Linked DNA regions of Mus musculus: all the other regions are linked to region 2. A link is a contact called in public Hi-C and promoter capture Hi-C data. All regions are on one chromosome and are shown on one strand. The core of a region is the stretch at or near the end of the contact, and the rest is flanking DNA. Distances in the headings are between cores, read along the strand shown. Region 1 holds the start of Tmem170b (transmembrane protein 170B). Region 2 holds the start of Gfod1 (glucose-fructose oxidoreductase domain containing 1). Region 3 overlaps Dtnbp1 (dystrobrevin binding protein 1).

What was found. Promoter capture Hi-C pulls out the DNA fragments that hold promoters and counts their contacts. Hi-C and Micro-C count contacts between places; a contact is called where the count stands out from the background.
Region 1: a contact with region 2 is called in a Hi-C map of CD8 T cells, with 8 times the contacts expected there. The contact joins the promoter of Tmem170b here to the promoter of Gfod1 in region 2. A contact is called at or near these places in 2 of 39 promoter capture datasets (liver and pre-B cells) and 1 of 484 Hi-C or Micro-C datasets (CD8 T cells).
Region 3: a promoter capture Hi-C map of pre-B cells shows a contact between it and region 2, with 5 times the contacts expected there. The contact joins the enhancer-like site here to the promoter of Gfod1 in region 2. A contact is called at or near these places in 4 of 39 promoter capture datasets (the HPC-7 cell line, cranial neural crest, liver and 1 more) and 1 of 115 datasets of contacts at active chromatin or transcription factors (embryonic forebrain).

Annotation. Positions count from the first base shown.
Region 1 is chr13:41,603,184-41,607,322 of GRCm38.p6, forward strand. Tmem170b (transmembrane protein 170B) reads left to right here and starts at 2,699. Exons shown (of 3, transcript NM_001163572.2): 1 at 2,699-3,129. The coding sequence starts at 3,033. It overlaps Gm32184 (a long non-coding RNA gene), which reads right to left and starts at 2,893. Exons shown (of 3, transcript XR_382252.4): 1 at 2,376-2,893.
Region 2 is chr13:43,301,260-43,305,818 of GRCm38.p6, forward strand. Gfod1 (glucose-fructose oxidoreductase domain containing 1) reads right to left here and starts at 2,913. Exons shown (of 2, transcript NM_001033399.4): 1 at 1,986-2,913. The coding sequence starts at 2,238. Gm52047 (a long non-coding RNA gene) reads left to right here and starts at 4,225. Exons shown (of 3, transcript XR_003950636.1): 1 at 4,225-4,471.
Region 3 is chr13:44,984,404-44,988,638 of GRCm38.p6, forward strand. It overlaps Dtnbp1 (dystrobrevin binding protein 1), which reads right to left. Exons shown (of 10, transcript NM_025772.4): 4 at 1,632-1,692. Among named protein-coding and RNA genes, the nearest start is that of Dtnbp1, 16 kb to the right of the region's middle. Within about 2 kb of position 1,433, at least 31 of the 459 cell types and tissues checked have an H3K27ac peak or open chromatin away from gene starts, as enhancers often do. A contact at or near this core is called in the HPC-7 cell line and pre-B cells, where this site is marked.

The sequences.
Region 1 (4,139 bases), core at 1,449-3,948, 1.7 Mb before region 2:
AAATAACTCAAGAAATATTGCAATGAAATGTAAGTATAATGTAATATGTTCTCTACAGTGAGTGACATATGAAATACATGAATATATATAAAAACTGAAGTAGATAAGGAAATATTAAGATGTACAAGTAGTGAAACTGAAACTTAGTGATTACTAACCCATTGTAGTTAAGTGTTCACATTAGCTAATGCAGTCAAACTAGGGCTAGAACCAGACACTTAGGTTTTACGAGTGACAAAATATTCAATCCGCTGCGCTATGATCGGGAAAGCAGGAAACAGTTATGAGGAAGTGGGGATGTTCGAATCTTAGATTGTTTGGAGTGAATGGACAATAGATTCTCAACCGAAATGTTTTATCAGTTGCAGTGATAGTATCGGAAACAATCATAGAGCCAACCTCAAACGTCGTCGTATAGGATTTTCCTTTAGACGGGAACGCTTCTCCTTGGACGGATGTAGAGGGACTCACAAGAAAGTTACAAAAACTCACAACAACAGAGTTAGAAGCCTTACATAATCTTCCTGAGGTTACATAAGCAGTAAACATTTGCTGGGGTAAAGACTCTTGTGTGGGCAGGCTCATGTGTGTGAGGCAGATGAGGAGGGCCTATCTGTCCATCAGGCGATAGGCAGCTGTTAACTACTATCAACATACTGCTAAAACACATTATGAACACCATTACTGTTAATGGTAATTTCTTAAATTATGGGCTCTCTTTCCAATATTCATCTACTAATAAAGATGTTGGGGATGGGTTAGTTTGACCATTTGGCAGGTGTTGACTCTCCCTTGTATCTCTGTCAGCCTTGAGCAAAAGGACTGCCAGCCAAGCAGCCGCTCTACCAGCACCAAGTATCTGGAACAATCCATGGATGCCTTAGGAAGGGAGCTTCAAACAGCTTGCCCTGTACTGTTTGCTATACAGCCCTTGATAGACTCTAGCTGATCCTGCAACTGCTTCTGCCTAGGGCAGCAGTTTTTCCTGGCAGCCTAGTAGTAGGATGGGTGTTGCTGATACAAAAGGGACCTCTGTGTAGTTGGTGCAACCACAGCCCTCCATTAGCATGAGTGATTTTCTGCGGTTGTTACAAACATCTCTTCTTTGGCTAGTTAAGCAGGTTTTCTGGTTCATTTTGTAAGCTGACGACAGGAGAGTTTAACATGTCCTTCGGAGGCTTGGCTATATCTGTCAGTGAATGTGCTCATGTTACCTAATAATGTTAAATCCCTTCGCAGCACCATGAGGTTAACTTCCCATTCTGAACTTTAATTCAGACTAGAAAGATAGGACATATACTATGGCTGCCAGGAAGAATTTAAAAAAATAGGAGAAGAAGAAGAAGAAGAAGAAGAAGAAGAAGAAGAAGAAGAAGAACAACAACAACAACAACAACAACAAAGAAAGAAATGAAGCCCCTTCTTTATCTAAAATGAATTTGATGTTAAACTCATTTATGTCTGATAGTCTATACTCCTGAATTGACATTTAATTCAGCCATTGAACCCTACACCATAGTAGGTTTTAGTACGGTTCCTCTTAATGACGCCCAAACTTTTTTCTATATTGTGGGAGCAAAACAAAAACATGCATAAATATAAACCTGCATATACATTATTGTCATTTTTAAGGTGCTCACCAAAAGCAACAATATTTAGGCAATTCGAATCTTCAGTTACTGGGCAAAAACACTTGATTGGCTTAGCTATTCTTTCTTCACTTCCTTCTGTAAACTTTAGCAGCAGAGTATTTGGAAAAAGATGGAATTGGGCGAGGGGGATGGGGTGAGGAGCACTAACGTTTTTTATGCAAACACGATTTTTTTTTTTTTAATTTCAAGTTAAAAGGTTTCAAACATCAAGGAAGACTGTAACTAGCATAACTGGAGTTAAGATGCTTCTGAGGCTGACCTTGGATTTGAAGGACAGGGAGACGAAGCTGAGTTAGTTTAAGTGCTGGGGAGATTCACAATTTTAGATGAAAAGAGTCCTATCTGGAAGAAGCGCTAGAGCCAGCCTTGGCCAGGAGGATTCATTCGGACACCTACGGGGCCCTGCGTCAATAAGTGGTTTCAGATCCTGCAGCTAAGGGGAGTTCGTATTTTACTGCTGGCCGGCCAGAAGACTGGCTGAAATGACAAAGAGGATCTATTTCTGTTTTAGTAGATTTAGCAAAGGGAGGGGCGTATCCAGGTCACTGGACGCACTCTCAGACAACCCTACAAATGAAATCTTGAGCATTTACACCTTTGCAAAAAGTTGCTCGCAGACGCCCTCACGGAGAGGGAAGGATCTGGAGCAGCGAAGCGCAGGCTCCAAAAATCCTGGCAGCTCCCGGGACCTATACACAGCTCTCTCATCCCCGCCCAGCTCACCGGTTTCAGGTTTCCGGGGGCGCGCAGTCAGGAGGGGGCGAGGGGCTTGGAGTCTGTTCCCTCGGAGCAGCCAATGAGCGGCGAGACCCAGCGGTGGCGCCAGTGACGTAGGTGGCGCTCCCTCCGCCCCACTGCGGGCGGACGCTGGGAGCCGACGACAGCCTGAGCTCCCGGGTGCCTAGGGCGGCGCGCGCGCGCGCGCGAGGAGCGGGGGGGAGGCAGTGCGCGTGCGCAGCCGCTCACCCCCGGGGAGGCGGGGCCGAGGAGCGGACACGCGCATGCGCGCGCCCCGGGGCGGTCGCGGGCGGAGGGGGCGGCTCCTCGAGTGTTGGCTACCCAAAGGCCGAGCGGCAGGCGGGCGGCAGGTGCCGCGGCCGGGCGCCGCTGCCTCGTCGCGCGTCCCCGCGATGAGCCTCGTCTCGCGGCCTGCCCCTGCCGGCTGCCGCTCCGCGCGGGCCTCACGGCGTGACCCGGGCCTCGTGGCGTGGCGGGCCCCCGCGGCGCGACGCGGGCCCTGAGCGGGAGCGGCGGTCCCTCCCGCGGCCCCAGGCCTCGCCCGCCAGCGCTCCTCGATGTCTCCCCGGCGGGGAGGACGCTGCCTGCGACACCCGCCGAGCGGCGCCCCCCGGAGCGCCCCGCTGCCGCCCCGCGGGGACGATGAGGGCGGAGGGCGCCGACCACTCGATGATCAACCTGTCGGTGCAGCAGGTCCTGAGCCTCTGGGCCCATGGCACGGTGCTGAGGAACCTCACGGGTAATGCGCCGGGCGGAGGGAGCGGTGGGGGACCCACTCCACGGGTGTTCGGGGCGTCCGCAAACCCGGCCCGGTGCGGGCCGCTGGAGCACGCGCGAGTCGCGCCAGTGCCCCGACTGGATCACAGTTCATGTTTCTGTCATTAACCCCCCCCCCCCCCCCCGCCTTTCCCCGTGCGCGCGCGCACGCACATACACCGCTTCTTGCAGTTTCGATCTTTTTTAGTCTTTCTTTCCTGGTTTAGCCCTTTTTCTTGCTGACAGATGTCAAACCAATTGCAGTACTCCTATTGCCTGCTCACCGTGATCACGGTGGACCGACCGTTCGTTCCTTTATTTGTTGAGAGAGAGAGAGAGATATGACTAAGTAGATAATAGCGGGGTCAGGGGCTGGACCAAGGTCTAGAGCAGTCGAAACAGTTGTCTTCTCTGCTATTTCCTTTTGTCTGGCTGTCTCCTGGCTTCAAGTTGCTGTATTTGTGAAATTGGAGAATTCTGTGTATTTCCCTTCATTAATCAATGTGATTGGGAATGGGGTTTAGCTACGTTATAGCATCAGGTTGTCAGAGTAAGCATTAGTACACATAATATGATTTCATATGCAGGTTTGCTTGTGAAGAAACTTCTGGTTTTCTCAGTGTGGAAGTGCTTAAACTCTTTTGAGTTCCGAGTTTTAAAAATAGCGTCTAAAGAGTAATATTGACTGGAAAGCAGTAGGGTCAACAGTTTGACTCCGGAGTAGCTGCTTTTGTGAAACCACAACCAAAACCCCAAACAAAAACTCAGTTCTTTAAAATGTCTTAACTCCAATTGAACGTTACTATTTCAAAATCTGTGTGATAGCAAATTAATAGTATGTAGTATACTTATAGGCAAAATCTGGCATGATACAGGGTTCATATGTTCAAGGAGAAAAATATAACGGCATTGCGTACCACCCAGATAAATTTTCAGGTTGCTTAATTCCTTACTTATGAAAACCACACCAGTAAAGGAGACCCTGGAGCCAGC
Region 2 (4,559 bases), core at 1,663-4,162:
CAAACTCAAAAGGAAAGGAAGAATGCCTACAGCCCACGGTGAAAGGATAAGCCCAGGGCTGTTCCCTTCTCACACTTGGTAAACCTAGCTAACAGAGCCTCCCATGCTTTTGCTCTGAAGAGGAACTAACTTCAGCCCTGTCAGTACAAAACAAGAACTTATATGGATTCTCTTCTCCAGTGCTGAGAGTTGAAACCAGATGCCCGTGCCTACCAGTCAGGTATTCTACCATGGTGCAACACCCCAAGTCCTCACACAGGCAACATCATCACCACTGCCGCCACCACCATCACAGAAGTATCCAGAAAAGTATAACAATGGTCCACATCCCTAAACGCTTCGGCGGCCAAAGTATGAGATAAAGGCTGGAAGTGTGGCTCAATCAGTGAAGTAGTTGCCTAACAGGCAAGAAGCCCTGGGTCTGATCCCCAGAACCAAATAAACTAGGGATGGAATCTCAGCACTCAGGAAGTAGAGTCAGGAGGATCAGAAGTTCAAGGCCGCCCTCAGCTAAGCAGGGAGTTGAAGGACAGCCTAGGATACACGAGACCCCGCCCCAAACAACAATGATAGTAAGTACCAGAGACCATCAGAGCATTCTTGCTCTGTAATTGGTATCCCCCTGTTGTGGGGTTGCTCCAAGGGCCTGTCCTATAGAGATGCCACCGGAGAGGGGAGAAGAATGCTCCAACAAGCTTTCAAATCGGACCAGACCCAAGCCTTTAGCATAGATGGGGCTTAAGAGGAACCCATGGTATAGAAATTGCCCTAATAGGTTTTATACTCTAACTTTTTAATCGCCTACTTGACAAACAAATCCAGTGTAAACAACTAGTATAAACTAGCAGTGAAACAGAAAAGAAACATTGGCTAAAAGTCAATAGAATTCAGTTCAAAACTAAAGAAGCCAGGCTCCAAAAGCCAGAAGCTTAATACATTAAATACAGTAAAGAAAAGACCGGTAGCCCCTACGTTAGAATTTCTCCAACCTAGTTTGTTAGGAGCTTTTTCTCCACTTCAGTAACCCTGGCTTCCAAGGGTAAGTATGAAACGCCTGGGAATAGCCGAGCGTGGTTGGTTTAGGTATGGAAGGGAACTGCTGATGAACAGACTTGCTCAAGACACTCGTTTGAGCCCAGAAAGAAGCCCCAGCCTGCTTGTAAACACAATGTGTCTCTGGAATATTCCCGAGGCAAAATACGGAGGTGCCATCGCACGTTTCCAAAGGAAACTGCAGCGTCTGGCTTCCCCCTCCCACCCCGGCCCCCTCCACACACACAAAGCATCCTTGCCTTTGAAACCACAATTTTCATCTCGGAAGAATACAAGGTATATAATTCTCAACTAGAGTAGACACCCACTCCTGGGAGACTGTGCCCAAAGGTTAAATTACAATCTTTACTAACCTCTGACACATCTGAGAGTGTTCTGATAGACCCGCCCACTCTCACTTGCTTCCTTCCAGAGCAGAAGAGATAATTCCAGCCAGCTGTCAGTTCTCTAATCTCACAGTAAACTCACTTACTGTGGAGGGAAACAAAACGATCCAAACTGGGTGCCACAGCTGCTCACAAACAGGTACACCCAGGAAAAACCCTGCCACCACGTGTGCGGCCCTTTATTCAAGGGTTCCTGGCCACGCGCTCTCCTTTTCCAGACGCACGCGCACCCACACACCAGAGCACTAACTAACGTATACAGCTGGGTACCGAGTTTCCCTCCTGGAACAGCAACCGGTCTTCTGTATCTGACCCATTCGGTTCCTATACCTAGAATCCAAGCCTATTCTAGCCTCCGCACCACACACGTGGGGATGCGCTTCCAGCTGGTATCAGGAGCGAAGCGTGGAGGTGGGGGAGGCCACCGACTGGAAAGGGGAAAGCTGGGACTAACAAGCTTGGGTTTGGGATTCCTGGGATATGTCCAATTGGAGAGAAGCGAAGAGCCGAGCTAAAGAAGAGAGGGCTGGGGGAGGGGTCGCTCACCCAGGGTTTTGACAGCGATCTGCCTAGTGAGCGGCGGCGGCAGGTTGATGCACACCAAGTCCACATCCTGGTGCAGGAGCACCTCGTCGATGCGGCTGGTGTAGAAAGGAACGCTCATCTCCTTGGCCAGCTCCTCGGCTTCTTCCTGCGTGCGGCCCCACAGCGCCTTCACCGCGAAGCCCTCATCTTTCAGCAGCGGGATGATGACTCGGGCTGTGAGGCTGGTGCCGAACACGCCCACCCCGGGAAGCATGGCTGCTCAGGTCCGCCCGGTTCTGCTGCTGCCGGGATCTCCAGTCGAACACCGGCGCACACGCCTCTCCGGCCGGTCCCGCAGTCCCCGGCTCCTCGACCGACCTCGCTGCGCTGCGCTAGCCGCCGAGCCCCGGGCAAGGCGCCCGAGTGCGGTGGCGTGACAGCGCACCGAACCACAGACCCTGCAGGCTCCGGGAGCCTCAGCGCGGTGACTGCTGCAGTGCCCGCCACTCGGGGCTCGTGTCCTTCCCGGAGACAGCGGCAGGGACTCCGCCAGGACGCACGAGGCCCCGAAGCCCCGTGGAGCCCGGGCTCAGGCAGCGCTCCCGCCGCAGCGCCGGCCGGCTCCGTGCGCCCCGCGGAGGCCGCCCCATGGCCGGCTCATCCCGGCAGAATCTCTCTCCCGGATGGCGCTCCCGCTTCACCACCCTCTGTGGGCTGCGGATCTTCTTTTTCCCCAAGTCCTTGGTAACGAATGGAACCCAGAGGCCACCCGGAGGCCGACTAAGGATGAGGCTCGTAGTGTACCAGGCGCCGATCCCGAGCAGCAGCACCGCAGCGGCGGACACCACCCGGCGCCAGGCTCCTCATTCTGCTGCCATATTCGCTCGCTCGCAGCGCGCCTTGGGCGGCCTCGGCCCCGCTCGGGCTCGGGCTCCGGCTCCGGGATCCCGCGGGTACGAGGGCGGAGTTGGCGACTTTGACTGTCAGCGGCCGGGGTTCCTGCACCGCCCTTGCGGTAGCGCCGTGCTCCATTGGCCGCCAAGCGTCGCCCCCGCCCTTGTCTCCGCCGCCCAAGGCACTCGTTGCGCTCAGCGCCCGGCCCCTGGAACCCGCTTTGACTCCTCCCCGGCCCCGCCTGTCTCGCCTGCTGCCCCCGGGTGGCTTCCCTTTCTCTGCGCTCTCCGCCTCCGCGGCCGCCTCCTCCTCGTTGTGCTCCAAGCTCCGCCCAAGCAAGCAAATAAATCTATCAAAGCAGGGCGCGCCCTTAATAGGCTAGGACTGGGTTCCTTGGAAAAGATTGGCGGATGCTAAGACCCCGGGGAGGCCGGAGGACCCCACGAAGTGTGAGCAGCGTGGTTCACAGTCTCCTCTCCCGGATATTTTTCTGTGCTCGCCACTGCTCTAGGAAGCTGTCCAGGCACTTAACCCTGAGGTTATTGGAAACTCGTTTCATTGATGAGAAAGTGAGCTCTGAGGAGGTTAAGGGACTTGCTCAAGGTGACACACATGAACAACAGTGCCAGGATCGGAAGGCAGACACCAGCATCTCGGCGCTGAACCCCTAGAGTTCTGACTCGCAAGTGTGCCAGCTCCAATCCCAAACCAACTCCACTCCTGAGGAGGCTCCACTGGTCACCTACTCCATGCTTGTGCCCATGTGGCATGGGCGACCTCACCCAGACTCCGCAGTGGCTGTGGCACGTGTGTCTAGAGTCTGGTCTTCCTTGTTTACTTCTGGCTGCCTGCCACTCCTGGCCACTGCCCTCTGTCAGCTTCAGTTCCCTGGCACAGCGCTTCTCCTGGCCTTTAATACATCTGCAGTCAGAATGCTGGGGACCATCAGTCCGAGATGCGTGGAAAGCCCTAACTGCGGTGGTGACTGAGTGAGCGTCTGATGGCTCAAGATATCCTCGTCACTTATCACGGGGCCTAAGGAGATAGTAGGCACTTGTCTAAGTACACAAATGGATGGATATTCACCACCTGTCACATTGTGCCCTCTTCGTACTGGGAGGGAGGAGTCAATGCCAAAGGGCAAGTGGACCTGCTCTTCTAGCTCAGTGTTTCTGGAAAGGTGAGGTTACTACTGTCTATTATGTTCATCCCTGGCCTTTAGCACTCAGAGGAAGAGACACGTGTCCTGCTTCAACATAAGCGTGGAAAACATGATACATCCGAGTGTTTAAAGCAACTGTAACAACTGGCACAGAGACGGGGCTCTTGGAGAGAGCTGTACACACACACACACACACACACACACACACACAAAGGCTGATGTGGCAATGGGAGGAGGCAAAGTTGACCTCAGGACGACATTATTAAAAAGGACAAAGTGCTCCGGGATTGGCAACAACCTGAACAGGGTCAGACAAAGAGCAGACAAGATATGCCTGCTGATGGTTAGCTGAGAAGTGCCTAAGGAAAAGGAGGCGTGCAGCCATGGCTGCCAGGGTGCTGCTTTGGAGCAGAGCGAGAGCCACGGTGTGCCGCCCCTGGACAGGTGCAAGGTGGGTGACTCCTGGCTTGCAGAGTCAGAAGCCAGAGCTGACTCTTGGCTCTGCCATTTACACCCTGTGGGACCCGGGACAAATGTCT
Region 3 (4,235 bases), core at 183-2,682, 1.7 Mb after region 2:
AGTAACTTTTAACTATTTGTCTGTAGACTGTGGAGGAGGGAGGGGGAAACCACAACTGCTTAGACAAAGCTTATAAACAATCCAATTACCACCGACCATAGCTGTGTGCTTTCATAGACACTGCTCTGAACCCTACAAGTATATAAGAATATGCTCTGGGAACTAGAAAGGTGGCTCAGCAGTTAAGAGCACTGGCTGATAGTCTACAGAGCCTGGTTTGATTCCCAGCACCCACATGGTAGCTCACAAATGAACTCCAGTTTCAGGGAAACCAATGCCCTCTTCTGGCCTCCATAGCACTAGACACATATGGAGTGCACACACATACAAGCAGGCAAAACACCCACACACATAAACGAATAATAATCTTTTAAAGAATATACTGTAGAAATAATTGTAGAGTAATTTCTTGACAACACTGAACAGCCCATCTCCTTGCCTGAGATTGGTGCTGTCTGATAAAAAGCTATTATTTTATCAGGGACAGACCTGACATGAACACAAGTTTAAGCAATACTGAAAAAGACACTCATTTACCCATTTGTAAGCTTCAAGGTCACATTACTGAGAGGGTTTTTGTTTGGTTTGTTTTTATGTTTCTGAGATAATAATTCTGTATAGACCAGGAGAACCTGGAACTCTCTTTGTAGCCAAGACTGAGCTCAAGATGAGAGCAATCCTCCTGCTTCAGCCTGTCAAATGCTGGGATTGCAAGTGTTCATCTTCACACCTGACTTAAGTTTTCACTCTTGAAGTTTATGTTTCAGGACAGCCTCAGGGGTCATCTTTGCTTCTGGTGACTCCGACTTTGAATAGATTGGGTTTTGTAAGGAGAGTCTAATTAATCTGTGAAAATCTTAAGGACCTTGGAGTAAACTCCAATCCATGAGGGATTTCTTGAGTATTCTGAGTTCGGCCTGGTCTACAAAGTGAGTTCCAGGGCAGCCATGGCTATACAGAGAAATCCTGTCTCGAAAAACCATTAAAAAAAAAAAAAGATACATCTGATGTTCATTTCTTAATGCAGGGGTTCTGTGTGTGTACAGGAAACACACTCAGAACCCTGCACTATGAAGATAAAACACAGTAGCAAATGCAGGAAGGAAACCAGTTTTACCAACTGTTCTGAGGACTATCAGGTTTCCCTATTCCTTCCTCACCCACTTTAACCATTCACCAGGAAATATAGGCCACTTCAAAGGTCAAAGGGCACATGTAAGCATCTCAGAGTCAGTGCACCATGGACAAAGCCCCCAGCTTCTGGCTCTAACCTCCTGCTTTGTTAATAACCACGCTGACTTCATTTCCTCATTTTTGCCATTCCCTGAAATTTTACAGGCTTAGTGCAAAGAGCTCACAATACACACATGCACAAACATGGGTTTTGTAACTGAAAACTCGTTCACCGCTCTCCTGTCAGCCTCTGCACACCCACATTTACACTACATGATGGGTAATGATTCTTCACTTGTACATAGGACCCCGCCCGAGCTCAGTACTGGAGGTGGGTCCAGCTTCTTCTTTCAATATTGCAAATCAGAGAAACCAAGCAACCCTTTTACTCTGGCTGGACCTGGCATTTAGGGCTGCAAAGAGGGACTCTACCAAAGAGTAAGGTCAGCACACTCTACCTCGCCAGCGTCTGCACACTCCTTGGCTCTTCTGTGAAGTGCAGCCCACGCATCCTCATACCTAAAAATGCAAAGAATAATTTAAAACGTAAACAGACATCGAAAGGGCACACAGTTAGTGGAGTTTGTAATATACTGTGGATGCAGAAATTAACCACAAAAATGCCATGTCACACGAGCAGAGACTTGAGGAACAGAATAGCAGAGACCCTAGTCACACAAATAGTTGAATTTCTTTTTTTTTTTAAATAGAAAAGAGAAAAACAATTTTTTCTTTTTTGGAGAAAAGTCTCAATGTTTAAAACTATCTGGCACCGTACTTGTTATACAGACTAATCTCCCCAAATGCCCAGCAATTCTCCTGCCTCTGCCTCCCAAGTGCTGGAGTCACAGGTGTGGAAGTCACCATCCCAAGCTTATAAAAACTTGAAAATTACTGTCTGTCAGTCTTTGCCTGCACCACGTGTGTGCCTGGTGCCAAGAAGGCCAGAGAAGGATGTTGGTCCCTCTGGGACTGGAGTTAGAGACACCTGTGAACTGCCACGTGGGTGCTGAAAATTCAACTTGGGTCCTCTGAAAGAACAAGTGCTTTTAAGCACTGAGCCAACTCTCAGACTCAGAAAAACTTTTCTTTACAGCAGAAATAAAATTAGTGACTTTATAGAAGAAATCAAAATAGATACAGTCTAGGTAATGAATAAATACAACAGAAGTAACTGTCAAGAAAACCTCCTAATTGGTATGAAACTGAAAAGAACCATAGTCTCAAAATCTCTCTACAGAATGCTCACTACCCTGGAGGCAAAAGAAACCATGCAGGTGCTTTAACAAGTCACAAGACCCACATCGCTGCCTCCTACCACAAACTGTGAGCACACACTTGCTTTGATCTCTTTTGTGGAAAGGTACTAGGAAAGAGGACATGGTCTCCAATCATCAAGGTCACGAAGCTCACTGCCAATTACAGACTAAAGAAAAAGGAGGCAGCAAACTGACGCAATATGCTCTGTCCTAGAGACAGAAGGAAGGCATCAGTAAGTGACAACGTCCGGATAAATCTGTTTGCAGTAACACAACATTAATTTTCCGGTTTGATCATCATGCTCCAATTATACAAAATGCAAACACTGGGAAGAATTTCTTGCTCTAATTTTGTCATGTTTTCATAAAGCTGAAATCATCTCAAAATAAAATTTCCAATTTTAATTATTACTATTGTTATTACTGTGTGTGAGTATGCATCATGGGAGAGCATGCCGTGGCACATGTGTGGAGGTCCAAGGTCAACTCTGTGGGACAGGTTTCCTTCCACTTTTACATGGGCTCTGGGAACCAGACTCAGGTTGCTGGGCTTATCCAGCAAGTACCTGATCAGCCATCTAGCCCTAAAAATGAAAAGGTTTAAGACACAATTTCTAAACACAATATTATCTATATGGCTGCTGAGAGAGAACTTGATTTTCCATTCTATCTAAAATTCTATCAAACTTATCTGCCCTTGCCAGCTGCAGTACTCAGGAGAGCAAGCCCTGGTGGAAGGGTCAAGGTGAGCCAGCCCAGGGAGCAGAGCGCAAGCTCAGGAGAGCTGGCCCCACCATGTGTGAGGTGCTATGGGTGGGAAGGGGTGATGCCCTTCTCCCTCCTGCCTCAACACCTGTGGCGGGTAGTCGGGAGAGCTGGCTCCAAGGGCATGGGAGCAGGTGAGCTAGCCCTGCCCCCTCACTGGCTGTACCACTTGGGGTTGGGGGGCTGCATCTCACCTGGGCAACACAGCAGAGCTGGCCCTGATGGTGGAGGTACCAGGGATCCAGCGCTGAGGGTGTGAGCAGAAGAGCTGACCCTCCCTCCTGCTGCTGCTGGGGTAGGTAGAGCTGTGCTGCAGAGCTCACCCTGGTGGTGTGGATAAAGGAAGGCCATCCTGATGACCGGCTCAGCCACCTCCCCTGGCCAGATCCAGGGCTTTGTGTTGGCCCACTTCAAAATCTGTGTCATCTGTGAATGGCTGGGACACTCGAAAAGGGCCAGTCCTGCTGATCCAAAGCTGCAGGATCTCCATGACACAGGACAACAACAGGAACTGAGAGGAGTCCCAGTGAGGATCCAATACTGATGGTGTCACCTCTAACCAGTCCAAGGACTCAATGCAATAAACATTAGCAAGTGAAGGTGTATGGACAGACGGACATACTGAGAGACACACTGTGATGTAGTGCAGCTTCCACAATGAGGTGTTTTGTCTCCTTTTTTGTTTTGTTTGTTTTTATTTTGGGGGGAAGGTTGCAAGGGTAAAGGCAGGTATGAGGAGACTGGATGGGGAGATGAGAAAGACTGGTGTGTATAATGTGAAACCCACAAAGAAGCTATAGAGTTAGAAAAAGTCATCTGAACAAACATACATATTTTGTGAATTCATTGTAGCTGTCTTCAAAGTCCCAGAGACACTGCCCTGTTGAATTTTGATAGGGAAGCCAATCTGATAATCCCATCAACTGTTACCAGTATCCACATGTAATGAAAAGCATTGTACAACATTACATAATTAATACAGCCCTACTGTCACCGCCAACTAACAAAAGGCTTGATGTTCTTTTCCTCTGGTGCATC